2 separate regions of the Mus musculus genome follow, and region 1 is linked to region 2. A link is a contact called in public promoter capture Hi-C data. All regions are on one chromosome and are shown on one strand. The core of a region is the stretch at or near the end of the contact, and the rest is flanking DNA. Distances in the headings are between cores, read along the strand shown. Region 1 holds the start of Rpl23a (ribosomal protein L23A). Region 2 overlaps Myo18a (myosin XVIIIA).

Evidence for each region. Promoter capture Hi-C pulls out the DNA fragments that hold promoters and counts their contacts.
Region 1: a promoter capture Hi-C map of pre-B cells shows a contact between it and region 2, with 4 times the contacts expected there. The contact joins the promoter of Rpl23a here to the enhancer-like site in region 2. A contact is called at or near these places in 10 of 39 promoter capture datasets (the 3T3-L1 cell line, cranial neural crest, fetal liver and 5 more), 1 of 484 Hi-C or Micro-C datasets (CD8 T cells), 5 of 115 datasets of contacts at active chromatin or transcription factors (embryonic stem cells, extraembryonic endoderm stem cells, large pre-B cells and 2 more) and 1 of 9 other capture datasets (liver).

Annotation. Positions count from the first base shown.
Region 1 is chr11:78,180,387-78,185,846 of GRCm38.p6, forward strand. Rpl23a (ribosomal protein L23A) reads right to left here and starts at 3,198. Exons shown (of 5, transcript NM_207523.2): 1 at 3,133-3,198; 2 at 2,417-2,600; 3 at 1,031-1,207; 4 at 768-837; 5 at 549-611. The coding sequence starts at 3,157. The coding sequence ends at 597. Snord42b (small nucleolar RNA, C/D box 42B) reads right to left here and starts at 2,727; the gene lies at 2,673-2,727. It overlaps Tlcd1 (TLC domain containing 1), which reads left to right. Exons shown (of 4, transcript NM_026708.2): 4 at 1-434. Snord42a (small nucleolar RNA, C/D box 42A) reads right to left here and starts at 960; the gene lies at 916-960. It also overlaps Snord4a.
Region 2 is chr11:77,791,809-77,797,540 of GRCm38.p6, forward strand. All of the region lies in intron 1 of Myo18a (myosin XVIIIA), which reads left to right. Among named protein-coding and RNA genes, the nearest start is that of Gm10277, 6.1 kb to the left of the region's middle. Within about 2 kb of position 1,638, at least 277 of the 459 cell types and tissues checked have an H3K27ac peak or open chromatin away from gene starts, as enhancers often do. A contact at or near this core is called in CD8 T cells, liver, memory CD8 T cells and 2 more, where this site is marked.

The sequences.
Region 1 (5,460 bases), core at 1,948-4,447, 390 kb after region 2:
ACATAAACTAGTACTCTGCCCCAAGCTTGGGTGTATTCTGGGGCCAGCCTTTCCACCTTAAGCTTACACCCACACTATTGAAAACACTAATGAAAGCTCTCTGAAGTCCTGTTCTTGGGCAAGGGTTGAGGGAAGCAGACCAACCGGTTGGGCATGGCTAAATGGGTGAGGACAAGACACTGTCCAAAAGCCTGCCAACCCATACTGCCCTGAAATGGATGCTGACAATTCTAAAATAACCCCTCTGCTCTTCCAAACCCTGGTATTGGTTTCACACCAGCCTGTAGCAGGGAAGGAATTCTTGTAAAGCTTGTCCTTTGAGCCTGTGATGGAGCAGTGTCCCAGGAGAACCAACACCTGTCTATAATAAATGACCCTGGTACTGAGCTAGCATGGGGACTGCATCATCATGTGTCCCCATTGGGTTAAGCAAATCAAGTCTTAATTGCTCAGAGCTGAGAAAGCCCTGGGTTTGATCCCAGCACCCACCCCGCAGCATGGCCTTGTCCCCAGCCCAACTAGAAAGCGACAAATGACAAGCAGCATTATTTATGGTGAAAAAAGTATATATTTAGAATTAGCCATCTGGACTCAGTTTAGATGATCCCAATCTGAAAAACAAAACAAAACGGAGCTGAGTTACTGGAGCTGAATTCCTTAAGGTTAAGTGTGCTGGGAGGACAGGACAGGGAGGGCGGGGCTTGTTAGAGAGTGCAGTCAGATTTGCTGTTGATGCAGCATCTAAACAGAGAAATGATTATGCTTACCTTGTTGGCAACATCTAGGGCATCATAATCAGGAGCCAAGCGAACATACGCCTTCTTCTCTCCGTCGGGCCTGTGTGGAGAAGGAAGCCTCAGAGTTAGATGCTCACAACCCCTGCCCTTCCCACACCCTTCCCATATCCCTCCTCAGCATCAGTGGTTCCTTTGTTGGTGTCATTCTTTTCCAAACATTGAGTTTTCCATCATTTGCACAGAGCTTAAGTAAAGGCCCACAAGCTTTCTGATCTCTGCCTGGCCCAACTCACCTTATCAGGGTATTGACTTTGGCCACATCGATGTCATAGAGTTTCTTGACAGCCTGTTTGATCTGATGCTTATTGGCCTTGACATCCACAATGAACACAAGAGTGTTGTTGTCCTCTATTTTCTTCATGGCTGACTCCGTGGTCAGTGGGAATTTGATGATAGCATAGTGGTCAAGCCTAGGGAGAGATGGGAGAGGAAAATGGAGTTAGCTGCCCTGGTGCCAGCATTCAACACATGGTTTACTTTAGAACCAGACTAGGAAAGAATAGGTGCATCAGACAATAGATCACAATCATCTTTATCAGACTTTGGTCGCTAAATAATGTCATCACATGCACCCAAACCACTATGGGCTCAACTTCCCATTTACAGTCAAATCCTGTATATTCTCTTGACTAAAGAATCAAGTTTAATTTATGCATTTATCCACTGGAGTTCCACATTTACTATTATGAGACCAGATCAAATAAATAACTATAGAGAAAATTGTGCTCAATTGCTAGAGGTTGGCTACACCCCAAGAGTGTAGTTGAGGCAGGGGCTCACAATACAGCACAAGCTAGCCTGAAATCCAAGAGCCACACTCACTCACACCCGCCCCTCTGATCTGAGACATGAACCCCAAGATGACCTTGGACTTGAGATTCTCTAGCCTCCACCACCCAGCATTACAGAATAACCACCAAGCATGGTGAAAACAATGCAACTCTAAAATTGGCCTTGAGCTATCAGGAAACAACTTTTTCTTAAGATTCTGAAAAGCCAAGTTTTTACTTATGCAACTGCCAAGTAATGACTCAAAAATTCTAGGTACAAATAGGCAATGAATTGTGTCTGGTGAGTACTTCCCCCATAGACAAAACACTTTTCAGTAAGCATTCTCTCAAACTTCCTTTGAGTAGCGTCAGAATTTGATCAATTAAGTGTCTTTCAGGCTGGAGAGATGGCTCATCTGTTGAGAACACTGACTGTTCTTCCAGAGGTCCTGAGTTCAATTCCCAGCAACCACACGGTGGCTCACAAATGTCTGTAGTGGGATCCGATGCCCCCTTCTAGTGAGTGTATCTGAAGACTGCTGCAGTGTACTCATGTAAATAAAAAAACAAATAAATCTTAAAAAAAAAAGTGTGTTTCATAACACTATTCGAAGGCCATCACTCCCCAATTGGACATCTTAATCAACACTCTCCTGTGTTCCAACAAGTCCCCTATCACTTGGAACCAAGATAAGCAACATCTCTTTGAAGTCAACTTTCAAACACTGACTAAATAACCTCACACTTCCACCGCACCAGCTCCTTCAACAATTGTGTTTTATAAGGGAAGCTACGTTAAGAACTCCTAATGCCCTACTACATGCTACTGGGTCCAGGGTCCCTACTGACTTGTTTCTCCTGGGCGCACTCTTCCGAGGATATTTTGGCTGCCTCCGGAGCCGCAGGGTCTTGGGCCGCCGGAAGGTGGGTGACGTTCGGATCTTCTTCTTTTTGTGGCTGTGGACGCCTTTCAGCACCGCCTTCTTAGCTTTCAAGGCCTTCGCTTTGGCTTCGGCTTTGGGAGGGGCAGGAGCTGGGAGAGGACAATTAAAATTAAGTGTGGCATTCGTAAAGTGACCCCTTCCGGCCGTCCTGCCAGCATGTGCATCAGTGGTTCCTTTGAAGACATCACAGGTCTCAGGAGACTTCAGATTTTTTCCATCATATGCACGATACCACAGGCAAAGATAATTAACCCGTTGTACCATCACGTGGGTGCGTATAACCCCATTTAACGTGGGGAAAGGGCGAATAAGGACTACTTTTAATCCCTTATAGGTCTGGAGACCCGGAGCGCCACCCTGTGGATGTTAAGGAGCTTCCCAAAGTCAAATGCTTGGCCATCAGTGGCGGCCGCTGCCGGCCCGGTGGCTTTGCCAATCCCCTGCACTGGAACCAGCCCATGCGGCTTGGCCCACGCGGTCCTCATACCCCGCAGCGGGGCCTAGTCGCGACAGTAGCCACAGAACAAGCCCCCCATGGCTTAGCCGGGCATTCTTCTTCCCCGCGAGTTCGCTCTGCGGGTATCCAAGACCGACCTGACAGATTCCCATACCGCAACATACCTTCCTTCTTCGCTTTCGGCGCCATCTTGGCTGAAAAGGATGGCCCAGCCCAATTCCCATGAGCTTATAGAATGGAGGCTCATAAAAGTCTCGCGATAGCTTATATATAGCACTGATTGGATGAACTGTAATATGAGGCTTCTTGGGAATTGTAGTTCCATTTAATTCCCTAGAGTGGGAGACCAAGCATGCGCCACCTTTCCCTTTGAAAGGGCTTCTTGGGAAATGTGGCGTTTTTTGGTTTGGTTTAGTTTGGTTTTCCGACACAGGGTTTCTCTGGGGGAATTGTAGGTTTTGGCTTTTTGTTTTTGTTTTTTTCTAAAGATTTATTTACTTTATGTATATGAGTACACTGTAGCTGTACAGATGGTTGAGTCTTCATGTGATTGTCAGGAATTAATTTTTTTGTTGTTTGTTTTCTTGTTTTTCGAGACAAGGTTTTTCTGTGTAGATTGGCTGTCTTGGAACTCACTCTGTAAACCAGGCTGACCTCAAACTCAAATCTGCCTGCCTCTGCCTCTGCCTGCGGAGTGCTGGGGTTAAAGGCGTGCGCCACCACTGCCCAGCATGAATTGAATTTTTGGGAACTCTGCTCACTCCAGTCGGCCCCGTTTGCTCTCTGGTCCAAAGATTTATTTTATTTATTATTATACTTAAGTACACTGTAGCTGTCTTCATTTGTTCCAGAAGAAGGTGCCAGGTCTCATTACCGGTGAGCTATCATGTGATTGCTGGGATTTAAACTAATGACCTTCAGAAGATCAGCCAGTGTTCTTACCCTAGGGTCCCTAGGTTTTGGTTTGGTTTTGTTCTGTTCTGTTTTGTTTCGTTTTGAGTTGTTCTTTTCGAGAGAGGGTTTCTCTTTCTCTAGTTCTGGCTGTCCTGGAACTCACTCTGTAGAGGAGGCTGGCTTTGAACTCACCAAGATCTACATACTTCTGACTGCTGAGTGCTTGGATTAAAAGGCCTGTGCCAACACTACGTGGCCTGAGTTGTAGGTTTTTTTTGTTGGTTTGTTTGTTTGTTTTTTGTTTGTTTTTTGAGACAGGGTTTCCCTTTATAGCTCTGACTGTCCTGGAGCTCATTTTGTAGACCAGGCTGGCCTCGAACTCAGAAATCCGCCTGCCTCTGCCTCCCGAGTGCTGGGATTAAAGGCGTGCGCCACCACGTCCGGCTTGAGTTGTAGTTTTTAAAAGAAAAATGTTTATTCCCCTAGGTCTAAAACAGTGGGTGGTTATAGCATCTGGTAGCTGTGTTAAGGTCCTTAAAATTTCAGTTCGTGAGCAATTTCTAGTCTTAGGGAAGAAGTTTGCAGTGTCAGAAGCCTATAACAGTACCAACTGGGAAGAATACAGTTTAAGGGATTAGAAGGACTAGAAGGACGGTCAACACTTAAGATCATGTAGTTCGGGCTGGTGAGATGGCTCAGTGGGTAAGAGCACCCGACTGCTCTTCGGAAGGTCCAGAGTTCAAATCTCAGCAACCACATGGTGGCTCACAACAATCCGTAACAAGATCTGACTCCCTCTTCTGGTGTGTCTGAAGACAGCTACAGTGTACTTACATAAAATAATAAATAAATCTTTAAAAAAAAAAAAAAAGATCATGTAGTTCTCTTTCAGAGGACCTGGTTGGATTCCCAGAAGTCATATCTCTGTGGACACCTGTACTTATGTGCACATACCCGTACACAAACTTATTATAAAGGATTTTTAACAGAGGCAGGCAGATTTCTGAATTCGAGGCCAGCCTAGACTGCAGAGTGAGTTCCAGGACAGCCAGGGCTATACAGAGAAACCCTGTCTTGAAAAAAACAAAAAAAGAAAAAAAAAAAAAAAAGGATTTTTAAGCCAGATGTGGATTATACACACCTTTATTCCCAGCAGTTCAAGCCCAGGTTGGTCTACATAGCAAGTTCCAGGACAGCCAAAGCTACATAGAGAGATCCTGTTCCAAAAACAAAACAAACAAGCAAAAACAAAACCCAAGCCGGGCGTGGTAGCCCACGCCTTTAATCCCAGCACTGGAGAGGCAGAGGCAGGTGGATTTCTGAGTTTGAGGCCAGTCTGATCTACAAAGTGAGGTCCAGGACAGCCAGGGCTATACAGAGAAACCCTGTCTTGAAAAACCAAAAAAGAAAAAAAACCAGGGAAAATATTTTTTGTTTTGTTATTGTTGTTTTTGAGACAGGGTTTCTCTGTGTAGCCCTGGCTGTCCTGGAACTCACTTTGAGACCAGGCTGGCCTTGAACGCAGAAATTTGTCTGCCTCTGCCTCCAAAGTGCTGGGATTAAAGGCGTACACCACCACTGCCTGTCTGAAAATAATT
Region 2 (5,732 bases), core at 388-2,887:
TGTGTGGAACACTACAGCTCCAGATGGCTCCTAGAAGTGTGGGGTGGGGGCGGGGAAGCAGTTCTTACTTCTTATCTCCTTCTGCAGAGAGCTCCCCCCACCCGCCTCCCCAGGCTGAGCCTGGTGGCATTTCTCCTTCCTGTCAGGAAGGAAGGTTTGTTCTCTGGCAATTTCCCCACTTCACCAACTCTGGAATCCTGATGCCCTAGAGACAAGAGGTCCCTGGCAATGTGCCACCACACTATGGCAGTATTTCCCCGCCTTGCCAAATGCGACTCTTGCCCAGCTTGGTAACACACAGGTGCTCACAAGCCCAGTGGGTTTGGCGGGCTCTGCACGTGGGGGTGGGGGCGGAGACCAGGTAGGCAAAGCAGAAACCTCTTCCTGCTTCTGTGGGGACTGGGCTGGCTTTGTTGTTACTTCAAAGGGTTCTAGAAACAGGCCCAGGAAGGTCCTCAAGAAGTGAGCACACAGATCTTCAAATACAGGATCTGTGTGCCCCCCTACCCCCCGCCTCTGTTTAGGGGAACCTGAGAGTGCCTGAAGGAGCCTCTCTGCCTTTAAGAATGAGGATGCCAGCTTTCACACCCTGGAAGACCTTCCTTGGGCTTTATTAAATCAGTGTGGCCAGCCCTTAAGCTGGTTTTCCTTTATTCTTCTGTGGAAATAGAGAAAAGCGGTCGTTTATATGAAAAGAACACAGTGCTTCATTGTGCTTGTTCTCGAATGTCAGCCAGACAGGATGGGATGTGAATATAGTGAATGCGGTGTAATTAGTAGACTCAGACCCAAGTCTCCCTGAGATTTGAGGCAGAGCCTGGTGAAACCGTCAAGACAGGTCCTGGGCTTTGGGCCTTGTGGAAAATTGGAAAGGCAGAGGCAGTTTGGAAATCCCCAGAGCCAGAGGAAATCCCCAGGGACTGAGAATCCCCAAAGAGAAACGGTACCCCCGGAGCCACCAATCAGGTAGTCTTTCTATGTATCCAGGATCTGACGGTTTAGTTTTTGGGGGTAGACACCTGTTCTTGTAGAGCAGAAAAAAATGGTGCGCTCGTACACAGGGTTCTGAGCAAACCTTTGGATGTGTAAAACTGCAGTCTGGTGGAATGGAGGGCCGGAGTGGCCGATCCTTGAGTCTTTGGGACAGAGATCTGTGACTGCCCTCCCTATGCCCACTGACTCCACTTACTGCTTGTCTGAGGCCGCTCGCCACTATAAAACTCAAGACGTGGCTTAAATCTTTGAACTATAAACTCAGGTATTCATTCATTCACTTTTCCATCAGTAAACACTTAGTAAACATCTACGTGTTGGTGCTATTTCAGGTACAAAGGATAAGTTAGTAATGAAAAAAAATATAGGCGCCCAGCGCATTTTTGCACCTCCATTGCCATCTCTCTCCTGGGTAAAGTGAGAGGCCATCTTGCTGCTGCAGCCCCCCTGAAGCCTCAGCTCCCCAGGACGCTTTCTGGGGGCGGGTCCACCAGAGGTGAAATCTGCAGCCTTGGCTGTGCCAGCAGGTCCATGAGAAGGGGAAGGCTGCCCTCTGCCGGAAAATCTGGGGACACTGCAGGGCGGAGTGGCTCTTGAGTTCCTAGCGCATGCGCTGAACCTGGCTCCACCCATGCGCTGGCGGCTAGGCGGAACAGGAAGTGCAGTGATAGTCAGGTCTGAGGCCGATTTGGCCACTACGGCTGCCCGTGTGTGGACTTTTCGGACAGTACAGGTTTCCACTTACCAGCCCTCACCCTCTTGAGGTCATCTCTCGGCTTCTTTAAGGAGTTTGGCTGCTTCCCTTTCAGTATCTCTTGATCACTTAGTGTCATTAAAATATGGAGACACCCCTGCTAAAGCGTTTTCTGTAAATGCTGTGTTTAAAGCTGCTGTTGAGGAACCTCAGCCGTCCTCTGATGGGGTGCACCTGTCACGATTGGTGGCTGGCGCTCCCCTACCCAGGAAGCAGAAGTTCTGTGGTCTCTCCCAAGTCCTTAGGGCTGAGTGCTTGAAACAGGGCTCCCTAAACTTCCCTAAACAACAAGTTCCATTTGTTTTATTAGGTACTGTAAATTAGTAATACAAACATGTCGTTGGTACTCATTTATGAAAAGAGTGTCAGTAGATTCTTTTTGTAACTATTTTTATTTTATGTGCATTGGTATTTTACTTGCATGTATGTCTGTGTGAGGGCACCAGATCCCATGGAACTGGAGTTAAAGATGGTTGTGAACTACCATGTGGATGCTGAGAATTGAACCTGGGTCCTCTGGAGGAGCAGTCAGCGTTCCTAACTGCTGAGCCGTGTTGCAACCCTATAGACTCTTTCACATTTACTTACTGTTATTTGTATGTGTGTGTTAAGCATGAACATGCTACAGCACACATGAATGAGAGTTTGTGGATTCGCTTCTCTCCGTCTTGTGGATTCTGGGATCAAACTCAGATTGTCCAACGTGGTGGCAAGTACCTTTACCCACTGAGCCATCTCAGCCTGATGGACTGAGCACACACACACACACACACACAAATGCTATTTATTTGTTTAAAGACAGGGACTCACTGTGTATCTCTGCCTGGTCTGGAACTCACTCTGTAGACCAGACCGGCCTGGAACCTGCCTCTGCCTCCTGAGTGCAGGAACTAAAGTCGTGGGCCAACATGCCCAACTAAACGTGTGTGTGTGTGTGTGTGTGTGTGTGTGTGTGTGTGTGTGTGTGTGGTGTATGCACATATATATGTATATACATATATATTTATTTACAAGATCTTCAGGAGGAACGAGGGACAGCTGGAGCAGGGGAACATGCTCTCCTTAAAGTTTTAAGGAGAACCTCAGTTTTAGTGTTTCCACCCTATGTATTTTCTGATAAACCTACTATGTGTAATAACAGCACTTGTGGGCTGGTGAGATGGCTCAGTGGGTAAGAGCACCCGACTGCTCTTCCGAAGGTCCAGAGTTCAAATCCCAGCAACCACATGGTGGCTCACAGCCATCCATAATGAGATCTGACTCCCTCTTCTGGAGTGTCTGAAGACAGCTACAGTGTACTTACATATAATCAATAAATAAATCTTTAAAAAAAAAATAACAGCACTTGTGTGTCTGAGTAAGGTCACTGTGAGTTGGAGGCCAGCCTGGAGTACTATTATAGTGAGACCCTGTCCCCCAGATAAATAGACGAAAAACAAATAAAGCCCCTCTCTTTTTATGGATGAATAAAAAATAAATAAATAAACCCCCCTCTCTTTCATGGCCTGGCTCCAAACTGCACCCTGTGTGGCTGACCCCTCACCAAGAGAAGTTCTCACCCTCTGAGCCTTCCCAGAGCTTCCTTGTGCCCGTGCTGGAGGAGCGCACTCGTACTTCAGTTATGACTGTTGGGGTGTATTTGTTCTTTCCTCTGCTGGTCATGTTTTTTGGGGAGGGGAAGTCAGAAGCTAAGTCACTGCCACTCACCCATCCTTGTATGTGCCTCGTCTCTAAGCAGAGTCCAGGAGTGGGCGAGTGATAGGTTACCATAACAAACATTCTACCCATGCCTGCTCAAAGGACAGTTCTCCAGAGATGGAAAAGAACCAGACTGTGTTTCCCCATAGCATTCCCCGTGGGATGTTACACATGTAGCACTACTAGCTGCAGGGCCAGCTTCCCCCGCCTCCTCCAACTTCCCATCTGGCTTCCCATGGCTCTACTCAGCTCTCTACAGGGCCAAGGACCTCTCACCTCATCGATTGAACAGCACAGCAATGCAGAGCACTAAAGTTTTGGCCCCCTGTGGATATCCTCTTTCCCATTCCATCCAGCTTATTACTGTACCTTCTAGATGAGTTGGGTAAATCCAGTGGCTTGCTGAATACCTACTGTGTGCTTGGTGTTAGAGAGTAGGATAGCTTTGAGTAAGTCTTTCAGGAAGATATAAAATTAAGTATGCCCCCAGCACCAATAACCAGAAGAGTGACTTATTCAAGTTTGTGTATATGTATGTGTGTCTAATGCTGTGCTGGATCTTAAACACAGGGCTTCAAGCACACTAGGCAAGCACTCTACCACTGAGCAACAACCTTCCAAATTAATTTTGATGAGTAAAACTGAATTTATTAGGGGTTACTTACAGAGTGATGGACATGGGACAGATGGACACAGTTTTCTTGAGGTCACCACTCTGTCCCCAGCATCAAGGTCCTACTTTATGTGGCTCCAGTCTGCAATGTAATTGTTGTAAACCTGGGCTCTGAGTGCTGCCCAGTGTTTATCTTCAGGGCCAGACAACAAAAAGGCACAGGTCAGGGAAAGCTGTATGCTTGTGTGTATTCCCTGTTCCCTCATCAGGGTTTCTGACCATCTCAACCATCACCTAGCTGTCTAGCTGTGGGTACATGGCGTGATTTGCTGTATGCAGCCTGCCATGTAGAGCAACTAGACAGCAGCTTGCATGCAAGGTGGAGTTGACTGTGGCTAGAGGACCAGTCTCCACAGATGGCAAATGAAGGAGGCGAAAGTGGTCCTGATGGCTTAGACACATGACAAGAACTGATGGCCATTCAGAACACTGACTTAGGCTCTGTAGTCAAGGCGTACACACAATAAACTTCAGTGAGTTCAACTGCGTGTTTGCGTAAGAAATTACATTGGCCTAAGATTACTGAAAATAGTATTTGGTTATTATTATATGTTGTGCACACTGTGCACTGTGCTTCCACGGAGAGAGATTGTATAGAATGGTACAGAGGTTTCCCCCTCATCCACGGGAGTTGTGTTTCAAGATCCATAGTAAATGCCCCAAAGCTTTGCATACCTATGGTAAAGTTTAATTTATGAATTAGGCACAGTAAGAGATTAACAGTAAGTAATGAAGTAGCAGCAATAATAACAATATGGTGTGGTTAAAGGCTACATAAATATCAACTCTCTCAGAGAGTCTTACTGTGTTCTCACCTGTAGGAAGGACTTTTGAGTTTCTCTCTGGCATGTCTGAGTTTCTGGCCACACCACTCCCCCTCTAGGGGCAGGATTTATGTATTTAACAGGCTGGCGATTGAATCCAGGGCTTTAAGCATACTAGAACAAGTGTTCTCTCACTGAGCTACCTTCTCATCTCTGAGGGCATTATTAAGTAGAATTATATTAAGTAGAATTATTGTTCCTTGAACACAGCCCCAGGATCCTGTGATAGTCCGCCTCATAACCAGCATGGCTACTCAGTGACTTCTGGACAGATGGCATTCATGGCACAAATTCTTGTCTAGGAAAGAGTGGGATGATGGGAAACTTCATCGTGCTACTCAGAATTACGTGTAGTTTAAAACGTATAAAACCTTTATGTCTGGGGCCGTCTAATATTTTCAAACTGGGGTTGACCTCAGGTAGCTGAAAGTGTGGGCCATGAAACTGTGCGGAGAGGGATTGCTATAGACGCAGAACCACGTGGACTATATCCTTGCTGAACAATTTTAGGGGTTTTAGGAGATTTATTTATTCTTGTTTGGGTGCATGTTGGGTCCATGGAGGCCAGAAAAAGGGATTGGATCCCTGGAACTAGAGTTACAGGTGGTTGTGAGCTGCCATGTGGGTGCTGGGAGTCACACCCAGGTCCTCTGGAAGAAGAGCTACTCTTAACCACTGAGCCATCTGTCCAGCTCCTGAGCCTGAGTCTTTCCTTGGGTGCTGGGATCTACCTCAGGTCCTCATGTTAATACAACACGTACTTTACTCTATGCCATCTCTCCATTCTTGC